2 separate regions of the Rattus norvegicus genome follow, and region 1 is linked to region 2. Evidence: chromatin contacts called from public Hi-C data. All regions are on one chromosome and are shown on one strand. The core of a region is the stretch at or near the end of the contact, and the rest is flanking DNA. Distances in the headings are between cores, read along the strand shown.

Region 1 (4,057 bases), core at 42-2,541, 170 kb after region 2:
GGCGAGATAAGCTCACTGGTGTGATGGTGGTGGGAAAGCACTGGGAGTGATCGGTTGCTTTCTGATTGTATTAAAGACACCATTCCACAAAACAGAGCTCATACCTGGCACAGTTACTGAGGGCACAAACCTGTGGCTATATAGGTCATGGGACTGAGGAAGAACTTACTAATATTATTCTGCTTATGGGGCCTCACCCCTGACTACAGTTTTTAATGCTCATAGATTAGTTCATCTCTCAACTCTCATCAGGGAAGCTTCTTTTATCAATATGTGGAACTGGGCAACATTCAGAGAAAATGGAATATCTATATCACATAGTCCTCCAAAGAATCGGGGATCCTCTCAAAAGAGGAGGCTGCAAGATTGTAAGAGGCGGAAGCAGTAGATGACTACAAAACGGTGTTTCTAGACAGAAAAGGGTAATTGTGTGCATGACTTCACGGTGGTTGTGACAGCATTAGGTGTCACAGGTGTCATTAGGTGACTGCACTAGGTGAAGACAGAAAAGTCCCAGAACAAAGAAGTGATTGACAAAGGGTAGGAGAAAGACAGACAGACAGACAGACAGACAGACAGACAGGAACAGAGATGAAGACAGAAAGAGCAGAGACAAAGACAGAAAGAGAAAGAGATAGAGAGACAGAGAGATAGAGAGAGACAGAGAGAGAGTTTTCTCTAAGAGCGTGGCTCATGGTAAGTCTAACACACTCCAGTGGGTGACCATTTCCCCAAAAGTATTTAGGCAGCACTAATGGGACTTAGTAGATTTTGACTTTAAAAAAGAAAAAATGCATAAGGACACAAAGTTGTGTGGGCCTGGAATGTGGGGTTCTTCCATAAGATATGGGAGGTGGGTGAACATGGACAATATACAACGTATAGCATCACACAAAAATTAGTTGAAACATTTTTAAAAAATGATATGTCGAGGTAACCGATGTTTCTGCAACTGGTTTTGTTTTATAAATAGGGTTGTAGCTTCTGTTTCCTATCAGATAGCTCATAGAGACATTGCGTATTTTGATATATGTTTTGAATACTTTTATAATGATGTTAATGACCTAAATTTTTGGCACTACCCACACGTAATATTATCGCTTAAGCATTCAAGTATGGCATCATTCGTCCTGGTATTTATACCCCAACCTAATAACTTTATTTGAATGAGATTTCTGAATCTTGAAGCAATCCTTTCCACACATTCTATTTTTAGAAGGAGCCTTGTAGCCTGTGGTGTGTCCATTCCAGTGAATGTGATGAAATGCATAGAAACTTACCAGCAAGAAAGAGGCCTATTAGTCATTCAGTAGTGTTAATCTGTCAGGCATTACCTCATGAGTCATTTAGAGGAAAGGGTAGGGCTTCCTCTTGAATTCATTACAGCGTGAAAGGTAACATTTAGAAGGCAAAGTACACAAATGAGACTGCACCTCTCAGGTGGAGGTGCGTTTCCCATGAGAAAGTGCAGTTTGACTTAAAAAGAGGCAGTATCCTTTTGGTATTTGATCCTAAATAAGTGACTGGGAAATTTCTGAGCTCATTAGTAAATTATTCAGAATAACCAATGGAGAGAAAAGAGCAACACAAATAAAAACTGTAGAAATTAGAAAGAGTGGGAGGAAGAACAGATATACTTAAGGAAATGGTATAAATAGTTTTTCAAATGAACTTAGAATTTTTTTCTAGCTGCATGAAGATCTAATCTTCATGTTTTAACAAACACAAAATAGCTAAAATTAATTATTTCTCTCCTGTCCTTACCTTACATGTCACAAGTTAAAAACTAAGGCCTTCAAAACTAAGGTATGTGTGTGCTTGGTTAAATATTAAGGCACTTTAAATTGAATTTAGTAAAATTGCATTACATCAAATTATGCTTAAGCTAAAACCCCTTCCTTTCTTTCAAATATTAAAACTTAAAAGAAGAGATGGCCATGAAAAGGTTATAAAAAATATGTAATTATCAGCGCCCCTGAGCAATTGCTGCCCCTCAATTTCCTCAATGTGAATGCAGCATTCCACAAACCCTTACATGTCTGACAGGTTGTCCTGAGAATCAGTTGAAACGATGTATGTGACAGCACTCAAAATCTCAGCTAACGTCATTGACCGTAAGGAATAACTGAAAGGATTTGAAGTTATTTAGCCTGAAAATGAGAACAGATGAACACACTCAATGTCATCAAACACTTCAAGGCTGAACCACAGAAATGGTTCTGGATACACAATACAACTGTCTGTGTACACACACACACACACACAGAGAGAGAGAGAGAGACAGAGAGACAGAGAGACAGAGAGACAGAGACAGAGAGAGCTGCACACACAATGACCAACAGCTGCTATAAATGACAGAAAACACACTTTAATCTCACTAAAGGATATTTCTAGTAGACCTTTTGGAAACTTTGAGTCTCCAACACTAGAAATATCCAGGCATGAGTTAGAAGGCACCATTATTATGCTGGTGAGGCTAAGGAGAAAGTTCATGCGTTAAATTGGCAACTGAGCCGTAGGAGCTACACGATTTCTGCCATAGTCAAAAATATTGTATATGAAAACATCCAGTTTATATTTTCCATTCTGTCTCCTTAAATATCAAAAGTTCCCTAAGTAGGCTTTCAAAGTACTACAAGGACAACAGTCTGAACTTTTCATCACCTCTGCTTCAGGAAGAAAGTAGCAAAACAAAGGGGACAGCAGTGAGCATGACAGGAAATTTAATCGATTCAAGTGAACAGTCACACTGCAGGAAAGGAACCAGGACCTGGACCAGAACCCGTCGCGGTCTCAGTAGCCTCCGCCCTTCCCGCCCTTCCGGAGTGTCCCTCACTCGAGGAGGCTCGACCAGAAGTTGATTCCAAGCGCCCTCCTCCTGCCCGCCATGGCTGCGCCTCGCGCACCCCGCGCTCTGACCTCTGCCTCGCCTGGGTCTGGGAAAGCCAACTGACACACCCAGGGAAGGCGATCCTAGCAGGTGGCCTGGCTGGAGGCATCGAAATCTGCATCACCTTCCCGACTGAATACGTGAAGACTCAACTGCAGCTAGATGAAAGCTCGAGTCCGCCTCGGTACCGGGGCATCTGGGACTGCGTGCGACGAACTGTCGGCTGCCATCCTGGGCCTGTACCGAGGCTGCATCCTGGGCCTGTACCGCGGCCTCAGCTCCTTGCTTTATGGCTCCATCCCCAAGGCGGCTGTCAGGTTTGAGATGTTCGAGTTCCTCAGCAACAACATGAAGGCAGAAGCAGTGATAGCCATGTGCCCCATGGGGACCATCAAGGTGAAATTCAGCCATGACCAGACTTCCTCTAACCCCAAGTACGGAGGATTTTTCCACGGGGTTAGAGAGATTATTCTGGAACAAGGGCTAAAGGAGACATACCAAGGCCTCACAGCTACTGTACTAAAGCAGGGCTCAAACCAACCCATCCGATTCTTCGTCGCGACCTCCCTACGCAACTGGTACCAAGGAGACAACCACAACAAACCTATGAACCCACTGATCACGGGGATCTTTGGAGCTGTTGCGGGTGCTGCCAGTGTCTTTGGAAACACATCCTTGGATGTGATCCAGACTAGGATACAGGGCCTGGAGGCACACAAATACGGGAACACGCTGGACTGTGGCATGCAGATCCTGAAGAATGAGGGCCCAAGGCATTCTACAAGGGCACCGTTCCCCGCTGGGCCGAGTCTGCCTGGACGTGGCCATCATATTCGTCATCTATGATGAAGTGGTGAAGCTGCTTAATAAAGTGTGGCAGACAGACTAACCCTGGAGGGTACAGTGGGGTGTCCCAGCTCCTCCAGGCCAGACCCTCACCACCTACTCTGATGATTCCAGTGCAGTAGTGCCAAAGGGCCCCCTCCTTTGTCCCTCAAGTTCTGTGGCCTGGTGTGTCATAGTGAGACTGTCATGTGTTCCTTAGTTCTGTACTCCCATGTGGTCTATGTGTAACACTACTATTGTATCTGTGTCCAGCCTGGCCGTGGCTGGGTGTCTCTTTGACCGGTGAAGATGTGCTAACTTACCCATGTGCTTGCCTGTGAG
Region 2 (3,991 bases), core at 167-2,666:
ATCCTTATGCCAGAGTAAGGATTCGTTTCTCAGTGTTTTTATGAAGATTTTGAAAGACAAACAACAAAACTTTAATTGAAACCATATGTGACTCTGTAAAAAAAAAGTTTTCTTACATATTCTTAATCGAATGACTAATTGATACATGAAAGCATACATACTGTATTTTGCCACATTTTAATAAAATAAAAACAAAGGAAAAGCAAGATAATATTTTTAAATCTTTTGTGTAACTGGTGAAAAACCAGTGTGTGTGTGTGTGTGTGTGTGTGTGTGTGTGTGTGTGTGTGTGTGTGTGTTGAACTCAGAAAATTAGGAAAAGCAAAACTCCAAACTTCCCTAAAATAGAAGAAAAAGTAAAATAACCCAATAATAACAATAGATTGCCACGAACCTAGTTGACCATCACCACCTAGCACCACAATCCTACTGCACTTGTGAGAACACAATATGTACCCCCAAGGTTGACTCGGGGCATCTTCACAACAGTTGACCTCACTTTCTTTAGTCACATCTTTCCTTGATATTCGGGCTGCTGGACTTTTTGTATCATTCTGTTCCCTACTACTGAATCTTGAAGGTCGTGGAAGAAATACATCAGAAATGTATAGATATGGCAGTTGGGGTGGTAAGGAGAAGGTGGTTATTGTACTAGTCAGACTCTTAAAGGGCCCACTCCCTCTGCTTCCACAAGGACTTTTAACTTACCACAAAGCAACTGATTTTGTGACTACATCCTTCTGAGGAAATGGCCAATGTGAACGGTGTGCTACTGCCATCTTGTGTCCAAGAAGAGCCCCTCTGTTCCTGTGGAGTGCTAGTTGGAGTGAAAAATTGAGAAAAGTTCTGAAACTAGCCTTCGAGCTTCTGCAGTAGCATTTAGGAGGGAGACCTCCACTTCAGGCTGTGGTCCCCATGAAGAAGCAGTTAAACTCCAGAACACATGACATTCTTGAAGTCACCACTGTGTCCATGATTTAACCTGTTCCCCATGGACTTTTACTCTGAGACGATTCTTTTACAGTTTCAAGCAGAAATTGGAAGTCAGAGAAAGTGACAGACGAAGGCAAGAGAATATCACTAATCATTAGAAACTACATGGAATTTTCAAATTTTAGAGCCATAACATTTTCTCTAAGTTTTAGTGCATTATTCACCCAATAAAGTCAACGCTTCAAAAACTTTCTGCTTGGGGTGCTTAGATTTAGAAAAAAGCTTAAAGCCATAAACACTTTTAAAATGCTTTGATTCGTTACATGAAATCAAAAGTATTTTCGGCATGTTGTTAAATGTCAGGCATGTTGCTGAGGGGATTTCCCTATTGTACATAAATATTCAAAAGGTGACTTTAGTTCTTAGCTATTCTCAAAATCTAAGCAGCGTAAGAACAGTCACGGATATTAGAAAGAGCATCGGAATGTCCCAGCGTTAATCTGCCAACCCAGCATGAACTTTCGGTATCCTCGAAATGCTAAGTACATGAGAGAGAATTCCTCCACTCTGGAGAAATAAACGTGTCCCAAATCTCAGTAGAGAGACAAAGTATTACACTACTCTGTCACTCAGTACTGAGTCCACAAAATTATATCAGCTATAGAAGCAACACCAGATATTATGGAGTGTGTCCAGTCATACCGTGAATTCTGTGCCTGAAGGTTTCTGAGGTAATCTTTTGGCAGAAAAGGGATTTTGAGAACTGGTCTTGGCTTTGCATTTGAGATCACGGACTGTGATAGGTGTTTTCAGGGCAGGCACCGCCCACTGCTAGATACATCTGCCTGGCTGCAAGCTGCTCGTCTTCAGAGGGAGAACTGGGTCTCTATTATCATCACTTCCATTATCTGAATCAATCTATTCTTGCTTTTAGATTTTGATCCTACAGTCAGTCTCCTATTAGACAGGCTTTGCCAACACATCCATACAATGTGATGTTAATATAAAATGGAGCTTCTGATAATACAAAATGAGCGGATTTCCAGGCTAACCGTGACCCATTGATCCTTCCCCTAACAAACACGTCTGAGGTCAGGGCCCTTGTACCTGTGCAAGTCCTTGCCAGTAAGAAGGCTAACAGGCTGAGCCGGCATAGACGTTAGGCTGCATTGTTCTAGGCTTGCCCATCTGATATTCCTGACTCAAAGGAAGAGCTGCAGGAACTGATATAATTTTGGAGAGCCGTACTTCCTTCCACTTCATGGTTCTTGACCAATGAAAACAAAGCAGCACCGCCACCACCAGATTTGCTTAGAAATCATTAAAACAGACTAAGTATATAAAACTTTTCTTGCGGACATTACCAGCACATTACCCCCCAACAAGTCTACCCATCTCTGTGAAGTCAGTAAATCTCCTGCAGCACTCAGATGTCGACAGTGGATTCCATTACTTTTTTTTTTTGATATTTTTTATTTACATTTCAAATGTTATGCCCTTTCCCAATTTCCCGTCCACAAGCCCCCTATCGCATTCCCCTCCTCATTCTTTTATAAGGGTGTTCCCCTCCCCAATCACCCCCTTCCTGCCTCCCTGCCCTGACATTCCCCTATACTGGGCGGTTCCAGCCATGGCAGGACCAAAGGCTTCTCCTCCCATTGGTGCCCAACAAGGTCATCTTCTGCTGTATATGCAGCTGGAGCCATGGGTCTGTCCATGAGTGCTCCTTGGGTAGTGGTTTAGTCCCTGGAAACTCTGGTTGGTTGGTATTGTTGTTCTTATGGGGTTATAAGCCCCTTCAGCTCCTTCAATCCTTTCTCTAACTCCTCCCATTCTCAATTCAGTGGTTTGCTGCTAGCATTCACCTCTGTATTTGTCACGCTCTGGCTGAGCCTCTCAGGAGACGCCATATCAGGCTCCTGTCAGCATGCACGTCTTGGTTTCATCAATATTGTCTGGTTTTGGTGGCTGTATGTGTATGGGCTGGATCCCCAGGTGGGGCAGACTCTGAATGGCCATTCCTTCAATCTGTGATCCAAACTTTGTACCCATATCTCCTACTATGAGTATTTTCCCCCTTTTAACAAAGACTGAAGCATCCACACTTTGGTTGTCCTACTTTCTTGAGCTTCCTGTGGTCTGTGGATTGTATCTTGGATAATTCGAGCTTTGGGGCTAATATCCACTTATCAGTGACTGCATAATTGCACACCCTGTGTTTTGTTCTGTGATTGGATTTCCTCATTCAGGATTCCATTACTTTGGAAGCTTTAAAAATGCAGCCATGGTTTATTATACTGACATTGAAATGCCCCATATTGCTGCATGATCTTCAAGAACAGAATTTAGAAGTGTTAGATATTCCTTTAGAACTTTTAGACCCAAAGTTTCTCTCTCTCTCTCTCTCTCTCTCTCTCTCTCTCTCTCTCTCTCTCTCTCTCTCTCTTTTTAACACACACACAAATACTTTCCTATCTATGAATACCATAATGAAATTATGGTAATGAAATATGTAAACATGTAAAATAAAAAGAGGTTTTGAAATCCATAACAGTGGAAACTCTAACTGCTATAAAACAATACTACTGAGGTGGTTGATTCTGACTCCTGAAAATGACCAGAAGCATCAGGTTTTTTTGTTTTGTTTTGTTGCCTATTCATTATCCATATTATATGTTGCCATGGCTGGTCTTGGTTGTCAACTTTGGATAAAATTGAATTTATTAACAGGATAGTTTTGTAGAAAGTTAGACCACCGTGTGGCAGCACAGGTGCTGTTGAAACCTACACTAAGACTAGGAGGAGGCTCAAGGGTCACTGAGGTCATCACTTTCAAAAAATAAATATGGGTTTTGGGAGACTGGGTTGATTTGAATGCATGCACTAGACCCTTGAGCCCTTTGCCTGGTTTGAAAAATGACTGTTGGGCACACTCTAGATTCAAACCCATCAATTTGTCTACTAAGGCCCAGCTTACATAGAAATACGTGTTGGCAGTTCTTACCCTGTGAATTAAATCTCTTCTTGATAAAGTCAGCCTGCCTCCAGCATTCAAAAT

The links. A called contact is a pair of places that touch in the nucleus more often than the background predicts.
Region 1: a contact with region 2 is called in a Hi-C map of the A7r5 cell line, with 4 times the contacts expected there. The contact joins two enhancer-like sites. A contact is called at or near these places in 2 of 12 Hi-C or Micro-C datasets (the A7r5 cell line and psoas muscle).

What each region holds. Positions count from the first base shown.
Region 1 is chr11:39,718,285-39,722,341 of GRCr8, forward strand. It overlaps the pseudogene LOC134480964. Among named protein-coding and RNA genes, the nearest start is that of N6amt1, 350 kb to the right of the region's middle. Within about 2 kb of position 1,292, at least 10 of the 93 cell types and tissues checked have an H3K27ac peak or open chromatin away from gene starts, as enhancers often do. A contact at or near this core is called in the A7r5 cell line, where this site is marked.
Region 2 is chr11:39,549,220-39,553,210 of GRCr8, forward strand. No RefSeq gene overlaps it. Among named protein-coding and RNA genes, the nearest start is that of N6amt1, 520 kb to the right of the region's middle. Within about 2 kb of position 1,417, at least 9 of the 93 cell types and tissues checked have an H3K27ac peak or open chromatin away from gene starts, as enhancers often do. A contact at or near this core is called in the A7r5 cell line, where this site is marked.